Regions from separate parts of the Macaca mulatta genome. Here region 1 is linked to region 2. A link is a contact called in public Hi-C data. All regions are on one chromosome and are shown on one strand. Each heading gives the region's core, a stretch centred on a gene start, on an enhancer-like site or on the middle of the called end of the contact. The rest is flanking DNA. Distances are from core to core; before and after follow the strand shown.

Evidence for each region. Hi-C and Micro-C count contacts between places; a contact is called where the count stands out from the background.
Region 1: a contact with region 2 is called in a Hi-C map of fetal cortex germinal zone, with 7 times the contacts expected there. The contact joins two enhancer-like sites. A contact is called at or near these places in 2 of 14 Hi-C or Micro-C datasets (fetal cortex germinal zone and fetal cortical plate).

The regions. Positions count from the first base shown.
Region 1 is chr6:95,080,612-95,086,553 of T2T-MMU8v2.0, forward strand. No RefSeq gene overlaps it. Among named protein-coding and RNA genes, the nearest start is that of MIR9-2, 9.7 kb to the right of the region's middle. Within about 2 kb of position 2,175, at least 8 of the 40 cell types and tissues checked have an H3K27ac peak or open chromatin away from gene starts, as enhancers often do. A contact at or near this core is called in fetal cortex germinal zone, where this site is marked.
Region 2 is chr6:94,981,994-94,988,041 of T2T-MMU8v2.0, forward strand. No RefSeq gene overlaps it. Among named protein-coding and RNA genes, the nearest start is that of MIR9-2, 110 kb to the right of the region's middle. Within about 2 kb of position 1,293, at least 9 of the 40 cell types and tissues checked have an H3K27ac peak or open chromatin away from gene starts, as enhancers often do. A contact at or near this core is called in fetal cortex germinal zone, where this site is marked.

The DNA.
Region 1 (5,942 bases), core at 925-3,424, 100 kb after region 2:
AAGTACTTTAGGTCATTTATAAGCAGCATGCTTCTATGAGTTAGATATTTTAATCAAGGTGAAATAAAAATATTAAAATTACTTGCAAAATATTTTTGTTTGGAATACATTAATAATTCCATGGTCTAGCATTTAGTTCCCACGTGTCCAGTTAACTTGGCCCTATTTCATAACTAATGACTATTCCCCACATCCAGAATAGGATCTCAAATACATATCCTACAAATGGCCATGAAAGCTAGCTTAGAGGTTGCTTGCAGTTACATACTCACTCTCAAATAAATCAATGATCTTACCCTAGCTACGAAGGGTAATGTCTTCAACAAAGCAGGGCAGAATCAAAAGGACTCCCATGTTGGGAGAACCAGTCTATCTATCAAAATCAAGTCCTTAGATCCAGAGGGCAACAGCTGTCTCAGAAAGATAAATCTCTTATTTAAACGTATTCATTCTTTCATCCACAAAAGCTTATTGAGCATCTACTATGTGTCTGACAGTGTTCTAGGTACAGGATATTCAGCAGTGAACAAGACAGGTAAGTCCCCTACTCTACAAACCTTATGAGTATCTAAGCATTGGGAAGAGGCGCCAGGGAAAATGATAAGCAAATAAAGAATCATACTCGTTGCAAGATGGATAGAATAAGAAATTGATGTCAAAATAATTTCAAATTAAAGAACATGCTATACAAAAAGCCCATCAGGTGCACACTTTTCTTAGACAGTGAACTATATACATATAATACATTATTTAGCTAGTTAACTGGATAAACTAGATTGATATAGATTTGTATCCAAATATTTAATCCAAGAAATCTTTCCAAGATTACACATCCCATGGCATTCCCTGGCCCACAGTGAACGAAGGAATTAGTGTCACATTTTCAAAATGACAGATTACTCACCAAGGTAAAATCGTATATGCTCAATAAGTAGGTAACTTTTTTATTATAGATGTGTACATAAGCCAATTACTAAAGATAATTAAGAAACAGAATTAGTAATATGTTCTAAATGAATTTTTAAAGTATTTGTTCATCAATTTCACTTGAGAATGTATATATACACCAATCATTCACCTACACTGAATTTTAGCTATGGAAATTCCAACCAAATTCCTTGTATAAATAAATGTAGATAAAGCAAAATAGTCCAATAATTACTTATAACAGAAGAGCAAATTTTACATACTCTGTTCCTATTTTATAGATGGTTTATACGCCTTCCAAAATTTGTTTAGAATCACCTGGGGCTTCTGCCCAATTGTCTACTAACACAAATGTGCTAAATAATAGAAACTTCTAAAAAAATGTATTACTGTTATATTACATATCAATTCACATTCCAAAAAGTGTTATATTTCAAAATGCACAAGCCCCCATTTTATTGTTAATGCATCCATATACATTGTATGCATGCCTTCATAAATATTCCACTGTATTAGAAAAATATACCCTCTTAAAGGCATTTAAATAGGCAGAAACACTTTTTACAAAGCATACAATTAATTTATGATCATGACAGTGTGTAGACTAGAGAATTAATGAAAAGCAAAACATCTTAAACAATCTTTTAATGTTATGAATTTGATTTTTCAAGAAATACATGTCATTTATTTTCAAAACGAAGTGATAGAAATACTTTCTAGAGTCTATCAATAGTATTTAAAATAAGATACTCATAACTTTCAAATACTGCTTTTACTAGTCGTCACTCGTCATTAAATGTAACTGTATATTCAAGAGCTTTCTAATAATAGCCTTTAATTAAACGAAGGACTGTTAGAGGGTTTCTGTTGCCCTTTGAAGTTCTTAATTATTACTTGTATCCAGCGTTTTATGGTACACTTAAGGTTAAATTAAATCATTTAAATATACCTTGAAGAGAAATATGAAGACTTTTGCCCATTTTAATTAAATCTCTGAATTTCAGTATTTGAAAATAATAACATATGTTTTGATTTTTTTTCATGGCCGAATGGTAAAATGCTCACTATATTAAACAACAAAAAAAGAAATGGTAGCTTTTTATGGGACTAATCGCTAAGCAGATGCATGTAAATGAGCTATTTTCTATGCATGGCTTCCAAAAGTGCTAATTAAATAGTTGGTATTCAAGGCTATGCTCGCTCATTGTTTAGTGACACACAAATCCAGCGATGTGTGCCAGCAGACATTTTAAGTTGAATGTTTTCTCCTCTACGGTCTTTGTCATGAAATGGTGGCACCATGATGAGAACACTAGTGTAAGCAAAACATTGAAATATGCTTTAATAATGTTTTAACCATGTAGTGACACTAGTCTAGTTTTCTAATGAATTTTTAATTTCTGTTTTCTTATAAGGGTGATATGAGTTATCGCTGATGCATATTAAATCATATACATGAGTCATTTTCTCTAAATTTGCATAAAATGGCTAAATGCTAATGCACCAAATGGAGCTTACTATATGTGGTACAGCAAATATTCCCTTGAAGATTTTCTGCAATCAATCTCCTGTATTTCATTAGCAACCAGATAAGGTGTGGTCTGCAGAATAAAAAAAGAAAAGTGTGTAGCTCATGAACTTATGAGGATTCAGATGATTTCTTTGTGGTGATTAGAGTGGATTCTGCAATTAGAATTTATGTAGGTAAAACACACACGCGCTTCCTTTAAAGGCACAGTGCAACAAGAGTTCTGAATACAGCCTTGCAATTGTTAAACAATGAAAAGGCACCATTCAATTATTGTGACTTTTTTACATCTATAATTAAATGAAGGAAAGCCATACTTTAAATTTAGTGTCATTTGATTGGCATAACCCTTACTGAAATTTTACAATTTCCCTACTATGTTTATAAAAGAACTTTTAAAAATAACCATGTGTGAAATGTTTTGTTTGCTAACTGTTCCCATTTTCCTTGTCAAATAATGGTGAAGAATTTTCTGGACTAATGTTTAACATTTAAAAATGTTTTTTTCTATCATCAAATACTCTTACTGAACTGACATTAAGATCATATGCCTTAAAAATTGCATTAGGGTAAGAGTATTATTGGGCAAACCAGATATGTTTACTTGAAGGATAAACTTGCTGCTTACTCACTCCACTCATCAACCCTTTTCTCATCCCCTATAGTTCCACCATCTGGAATATTTTTTAACCCTGTAAAGAAAAATTGGGGAAAGGGATAGCTATTTAAAAATAAATGCTTTGCCCTACAGTTATTTTGAATTAGTCTTGATAAATAATTAAGGAATGCATAATATATTATTTAGATGCCATGGTCTTAAGAATTTGAGTGGTATTTCAAGTACAATTATAGTCATTTATTTATCAGTAGAAAATTTACATAATCACACTTCAAAATCCAGTGGACTGGAGAGATATCAGAAAGACACCCATGAATGTGGTAATGACTCCGAGCATTAGATTAAGTTAATAATGTAGTGATGCACATGATATTCTAATATCTAGCACTACAGTATTTGATCACTTAAAATGATAAAGGCATAAATATTTTTCTCTTTTCAAACTGTATTTTATGCAGAAGGGCTCTTTATAGTATAAAATGCAATTTGAAAAATCAAAATGGAATTAGACAATCTCTAATGAAATAAAGCTAGTTAACTTTTAATAAATAAAGCCAAAAATTTTCAATGACCAAGAAAATAATTTTATCATAATAATAACGATTGGCTAACGAAAAAGTGTTCACTTCATGTATTTTGAACTGACAATATAGACCTTTAAGCTAAAGTCCAGAAAAATAACAGAAATTCGAGTCCTCTCTCCTGTCATTGAGCACAGCATGCAAATGGAGGGATTACTTATTGGAGAGGTAACACACTCTGTGTTAGCTCAGTCATGCTATGGATTCTTCCTTAGCAGCTAGTCCATCTGAGACAAATTTGGCAGAAATATATGCAGTATTTGTACTGTGCTGTTTGAATCACTGGAATCCCATGTCATATCTGCAAACTGAGACTTTAGACTATAATTGGGCATGAGTCTTCAGTGTGGAAATCTAAGCTACTCAGCAATTTTTAACTTTATTTAGGGAGAGCTAAACTTTTTATTTTTATATTAATCTACATACCTACAAAGTGTCTTAAGAGTTACTTTATAAAACAATGCAAAAGCAAATTTATCAATTAATTCCTATATCCTTGCTGTCTAGGTATTTTCACTACTGGAACCACTCAAGAGGTATATATTACAGACCCCAGAGATGAATTCCTATCAGATTATTTTTCTTCCATCCATTTCAAACCCACTTGCCATGAATTTGTCATATTTAAAGCTTCTAAACAGTTTTCAGGCTATTCCACAAACCACTCAATACCCTCAACTTCAGCTTCCCAACATCAGCCAATGCTAATTTAACTTTGTATGTACATCATATATTTCAAGAGTAACTCAATCCATTAAAGTAATATATATTGGGTAGTAACTGTGTACAAACTATGTACTTTCTAAAAATAAGGCCTAAAATCTATTATTTGAGTTCCTCCCAAAGACTGTTATATTTATGCAAGTTTCAAGAATTCATAATTCTCATTGAATTAAAAATAAGGACTAAGTACACTTTTATTATTACTATACGAGAGATCTAACCCTGACAGGAAGTAAGTCCATAGATTCTGAATTTCAATGATATTACATCTATTATTGTCTTCATGAAGGTATTAATCTCCAAATATATGAAGTTTTTTAAATTAGGTCAATGTTGATAAATACATAAATTAATTATATTTGAGATACTCATTCGGTGGAAATATTTCTAAATCATACTTGTTAGACATTTTTCCATCCCAGTAAATTTCACTCATATGTATATATTTGTGTGTACAGGAAGATACTTTTCCCTAAAAGACAAAGATTTAAGAGACATTCTGGGTAATATTCTGTAGATCATTTTTTGTGGCCTGATTCAGAGAAAGTATTTATTGTCTATCTTTTTTTTTTTTTAATGCACATCTCTTTTCTCAAGAGGTTCCTTTTACAGGTTTTCGCCAATTATTAAGGTGATTAGCATCTGTAGTTTTTTCCAATCTCCCATTAGCTATTGATGATATTAAAAATAAACATCTTAACCTTGTCAAGTTTAAATTTAAAACTTTAAATAGCCAAGAGCCAGGTTGCAGTTAAAATTCTCCTGTTAGCTTGTTTTCCCAGGGCCAGTGACGATTAAAAGAAACTCAGAGAAAACACGAAATCTGTCAGACAGCTACTTAGTGACAGAATTAAATGAATATTGTTAGGTAAGTGTTTTAATAACGCAGCATTTTCGAAGCATTTTCTGAAGATTATTTCTAATTGGCCCTGTCATAAAGTGGTAGCAAACTGCTTTAAAACAGTAATCAGATCGAAAGTAGTTGAGGAAGACTATGATAGGAAGTTGTTAATAATGCTTCGAAATTTACCTGTGAAATAGAGCGTGACTACTTTTGTAAAAGTGGAATTGAAAGTAAACGGCCTCTGTAATGCAAATCGACCAGTAGCAGGAAAGCCACTACCTTTGGAGTCCCACGACTTCACCTGAGCTTGCAATAGACCTTGCAATAGACCCCTTTGGTTCATGGAATGAAAACTGTTTTGACATGTTGGCCAGTGCCCTTCGGTGTCACTGAAGCTCAGCCCGAGGACGGCGGTGCGTCCGTGTGCACCGGGAGGCCTGGGACCCCGTCCCTGGGCGCGTGCCTACACAACAGCAGGACCGCCCGCGGCCTCCCGGGACCAGTGACCGTCACCCGCAGTAAGGATCGGGGCGGATCCCTCTTTCCAAGACCTCTTTCCAAGACCCTCTTTCCTAGCCTCACCCGAGGGCCGCAGAGCCGGACCTGCGCCGGGCGAGTTGGATTTAGCCCAGTTAGAGTTAAGATGGTATCATTAGCTGCGCACAGCGTGACTTCCCGCTAATCCTCTCTGCAACTTACAACAAGTTTAAATGTCCATGC
Region 2 (6,048 bases), core at 43-2,542:
CTTACTGGGTATAATCGTAAATTCATTTGAGGAAGTAAATGTGATTCATATGTATATTTACAATAAAATGCAACATTAAAACAAAGAAAAATTTCCAAGAGATGTATCTTATATTGTACTTATTTAAGATTTGTTATGAATAAGTTAATATTCATAAAGAAATCAATACCAGAACACATTTTCAAAAGTTCCATTGACACATTAAAAATTCAAATATATAGCAGATTTTACCATGTCTCCTCCATATGCACTGACAAAAACAATAATATAATTACCGACACTTGTATTATTTTTACCTTATGTTTATTAAATATATAAAGTATACTTTCCATGACTTTTAAATCTATACTGTTTATTAATACATGAGGAATCCTAAATTTCTTCTGGGCCTGCTTAATCACTATTTGAAGTCTTTATTCTGGTCCACAACAAAAATGCATTTCAGAAAATGTAAAGCAGCTCTACCATGTTTCTTCATATTGGTAGTATGTCAAAAGAGATTTTGTTTGAACTTTAGAAATTAAATCTTGGTTTAGTTAAAATATTGCCAATGTATTGGATTATAAGTGTTTGTCTGGACAAACAATTAATACCTAAATGTTGAAAGACACCAGAATACTTTATGGACCTATTTGGCAATGAAAATGAACTAGCTATGTTATAAATTTGGTAGATAGGGCTCATATGTAGCATTCATTTATAATTTTCATGTTTTATATAAAAGTACATAATTGATGCTTACAGTACAACCAAAATCTTCTCTGTGTTCATAAAAACACATGAAGCAGAGGCAAAAGTAAGCATTTCATATTATTTTACTGCTCTAATATTGTTTTAATTTGTTCTAAAAATCAAGTGTCTGTCTCTGAATTTTATTTATCAAAAATCAACTTCCAGAATTAAATGAATACGTTTTATAAATACAGCATGGGGATTGATAGATATTTTTCTTTAGAATTGTTAAAGAACAAAATATAATAATTTGGTGGCAAACATCTGGCTGGCAATCATATATGATAAATTCATAAGAAATACAGGAAAGATATTTATTTACTGTTACTGCTAAGCCAGACTTTATTTGTCTTAGAAGATTTTTCATCTATGAGTGGAAAACAAACTTTCCTTCAAGAGGTCTGTGAACCGAATAATAAATGTCAGGTCTAAATCCTGTATGAAAATCAGTCCGGTTTAATCCTGGATATTCTTCAGCATGCAAATGAAGACTAGAGGTTTCCCTGGACCCGCTGTCATACAGGCAGCCAATTTACAGACCCTGGCACTGTGTATGTGTTATGGGCTCGCCGGCTGCCCCTCCCCCCTAGCCTAAGACTTGGTCTCAGCTGCCTGCCTTTCACAGAAAACCACAAACCAAGGAAACATATCAGTAATAGCGCCCTGTAAATTAACTTGACATTTGATGCAGAAAAAAACCTAAAAGCTTACAAAAGACATTGAAAACAAAAGCCACTCAGGACCCACACTACATATATTGTGGATTTAAGAGATCTGGAAGGTGGTTATTCTATTGTAACTAACACATACAGCCTTCATCTTCTTTGTTAAGACAATTCAGTCATTCTTTGTTACAGACATAGTATCCGTCAAACAAGAAAACAGTATTTTCCACCAAAAAAAAAAAAAAACCCTAAAAGTCCAGCTGATATTATAATAATGATTCAATTAATAGGTTTTTTTACATTTAAAAAAAAGCCATACATTACTAATGTTTAAAGAAAAGAAGTTAAAAATATGATTTTATGTTTCCTTGGTAAATAAGACATGTTGACATTGCTAAGATGTAAATAATGTAACATGCATTGGAGAATGGTGTGAATCTTGCTGAACATGAGGTATTCACAAATATTGTTGTGTCTTAAAAATTTTCCTTCCAAGGCATTTAATTTTTTTCATGCTTGGAAACCCCTGAATCTCTTTTAAAAGAAAAAAAATTTTTTTTTGGTTCAAGAAAGGACTGTTGATAAAATATTAAATGGTTCTTTGACATCATCTGTGGTGTGGGGCTGGAGTGAGGCACTCAGCATATTTAAGCCATTAGACATGCAGGAATGTTAACATTATTATGCGTTATTGTGTCTGGCTATGTGTCCCCCTCCTTATTCTCAATCTCTCTCTGCCTCTCACTCATTTTCCCTTCCTTCTTCCCTCCGCCCCACCTTTCTCAGAGTCTCTCCTACCTCTCCCGCCCTCAGCAGGGCCTGCTACACGGCATCTTACAAATGTCTGGTCTTATAGTTTACAAGCACAGAACTGTACTGGTAAAAATGCATAATCTTAGCATCTGTGCTTCTTGATATTCATGGATTTATTTACAAGTCCCTGTGTTCTACTTTTTTTTTGCCTGTTTCTATGGTTTATATTACTGTCATGCCTATATTCTTGTGGGAATTTCAAATAAGAATCAAGATACAACTGGCAAATATTCTGTAATGCAGTCTGCATTTCCATAATTTAGCTGTTTTTTAAAAGAGACAATTTAAAGAGGTTTATGGACTTAAGGATATATGAAGAGTATTTTGATTGGCTTTTTTAGTACTTCAACTGCTTAAGGTTCAGTTTGTGCAAAGTGGATGTAATAAAATAAATTTATGAACATGTATGTGCTTGTGTATATGTAAATGCATTTAGAATGATAAAGTTCATAAATCTAGGTCAAATTTGCTGATTAAGTTCACTATATTCACATTTGGTAACATTAGGATATTTCACGAAAGGGTTCAAAGGTAAAAGGCGAAGCGAGCATTTTATTTCTTCTTTAGATGCTAGCCTGCAAAAAGCTTAAATATTTACAAAGCAAGTATTCAGGTTCCTGTGTTCCCCCAGCCTTCAACATACATACCCCTCCCATTCGTGAACCTAGTTTAACAGCAGCCTTTTAGTAGCCATTGCCCGTGCCAAATAAGTCTCTTTTTCCTTTTTTTCAAGCTGTAAAAACAAAGTCTTTTGAATAATTTAATTAACAGCAAAACTAGAAATTTAACTTACTTTACAATAATTCTCTAATCATTTCCCATCTACCCACTCCCCTTCCCCACACAGAATTCTACCTTCACATTATCAATGTACTTATTTTTAGGGATTAATATTCACGAGTTTAATGTAACATTGAAATCAGAGAAGTCTATGTACGTTTGCTGTTTATAGCTCCAGTTTAATTACTATGTGTTAAGTCAGCTAGATACTGAAATGAGTTTTATGAATATCTTTCAAGACAGCAATATTTTGGACCTGCATATGAGAGAAAATAGGATGGCGGGGACACTATATTAAATGATCTTTATGCCAGTATTCTTGAAAATTCACATTCTATGTAGGAAAATGTTAAATATGAGAACATTACGATAAAGGCTTGTTATAGTCCTAAAGTGTGGGATATATAAAATACTCAGATTTGCACATGTATACTTGCAACACATGCTAAGCAGCATAGATTATTAAGCAAGATTCATTCCTTTATTGGAGAGGGAGGGGAGTAATTTACAGACAAGAGCTAAGCAATTCTGTTTAACACAACTCTGTCTGGTTGATTGTAAGGCATGTGTAGTATTTTTCCAAAGCCCGTCATCAATAGTAAAGCAATTTACAGCTCAAGAAATTTTTTAGAAGATACTCATTTTATTAAGAGTCAATAAGATAGGTTGTGTGGAAAGATATACATGTATTTGCAATTCATATCGTTGCTGTGTTTCTATTGTGTTCTGAGCTTCCATCATGGCTGGGAGATGGGAAGCTGGCATGCAGTGCAGGAGGGTAAGACAGAAAGCCCCAAATACATATTTAGAGCATTTTCTAATTATCTCTTATTATGACCACCTTTCGTTCCCCCGACCTACCCCGGGTGAAGGGGGGGAGTGGGGAGTGATAGAAAGAAGATGATTATAAGTGCAGATCATATCCGTGCCATTAAATAATATTAATAATTCTTTTGGTCCACAGGATGATGTTTTCATTCTGGACTTTCAAGCTCCTCAGTCTACCCATTCAAAGCGATGACAGAAAAATGAATCTGAAAGTGTAGGCATTAAACATTTAAATTCTCTACTCCCTGGTCATTATATCGACTGTCATATTTTACACCTTCCCCTCCCCCACTATGCTTTTGCTGATTTGACTTCATTTACATTGGCTCATTATGCATCCGGTCTTTGTTCTACTGAACAGAATACAGTACAGTGACAAAGCAAAACTTACGTGTCGGCTGGAATGTTTTTCTGTTTCAAAAATTAAGTTTCACTACTTAAATTTACATTTAACTTCCCAATATTGTTTAAATTGGAGGCAAGTCTTTTCTTATACAATAACTATAATCTATATGCAATTATTTTAAGAGTGGTTAAAATTACCTCAAAATGTCATTAGGAAATGACATTTAAGACCTTTTATAACAAATATTCTACTGCTACCTAGGCAATATTATCATATTAGAAGTATTAGGCTGTTCTTTCCAAGCCTCTGTTTGAATTTCTATGTAGGCCCAAGGAGCAAGCTTTTATCTATTTTATATGAAGTTCATTGTTTAGAGCTGTCCCTTATGGGTCTTGTTTTAATGTATCAAACAACAAAGGTAATGTCAATCCTAAAAAAAAAAGAAAAAAAGAAAAAAAAAGATTCCTGCTTTGCATTTCTTGCAATTAAAAAGGTTATCTGATTTACAAACCAAATTTTCATTAAATTAAAAGGAAGTCCTAGCTGACCGATCACATAGAAAAATATGAAGTTACATTGAGCTTTAAATGTCTATCCCCATGACAGTGCACACTATCTTTTCATTTGTTACAACCAATGGAGACATGGAATTAATCTAATACAGCCTAATTAAACACTCATTCACACATGAGGGTTTTTAATGGTACTAGTGGCTAGTGGCACAAATGCTACTTTGTATCACAGTTAATATTTGCATTTCTTTGACATTGGGCAATAGATATTTTTGAATACAAAGAAAATGGGAAAAATAAAATATTGCGGAGCATGCTTTTGAAAATGCAAGCAATTTCTTGTTTCCACCAAAATAATTGTCACATATACAATGTAGGTTTCATTTCAGATACTTTGATCAAGATGCTTTTCTAATTTTTGTCATTTATCAAAATGTATAATCATGGTGACAGTGGCAACATGTCCAGGGCACCATCTTGGAAGAAAACAGCATCATGTCTTCTTGGTTCTGTTAATGACTGTGTGAACTTTGGCTGGCCTCTCCTTTAACCTGCTTGTGCCTTGATTTTTTAATCTGTAAAAAGGGAATATTCGTCCTTTACTTACCCCCATTAGGTTACCATGAAGTTTAATTAGAATAAAATATTGCTCCTAGAATAAAAGTATCTTATGAATGAAAGTTTTCATTTTATTTGCATTGATTAACTTTTTACTACATGGTAGGGAATGTAGTGTTGTAGATTTGCCTGTACTCAGGCAATCTCTTTTTCTTAAGTTTGGAACTTTCTATGCTAGAGTTAATAAAAATAAAATCCAAATGCTTAATTAGATTTTTTAGAGATGGAGCAGTCACCCACATCTTGACAATTTATATTATATAATTTTATATCAGCTGCAAGATGTTTCTATGAGCATAACTGGTTTTAGAAAATGGCTTCTGCAGTAGAAATAGTCAACACAGTAGCATTCAAAATGACATCAAGCTTGCAGGAGAGCTAGAAATTAGGCAAAGAATTCCTACCCCAATGGAACCACAAGGGAAACAAAGTAAATTAAAGTTTTATATCTGTAGTTACTTTGAAACTATCTTAAATTTTCCATTGAGTCCTAGAAATTTTAGATATTAAACAATATGTATCTCCAACACAAAAATCTATAAGATGGCATCATTTGAGCATTTATCTAGACTTACCTAAAAGACATCCCTAACTCAACACCATTTCCGAAATACCAACTGGACACAATTAACTCTATTTTCATTCCTAGCATTAGAATGGTGTTATTTATTGTCTTCACACTTCAACCGAATCATCTGTTATATAATGGGGTTGATGTAGATTATCAACAAGACTCTTCCAAGATCCAAAATGA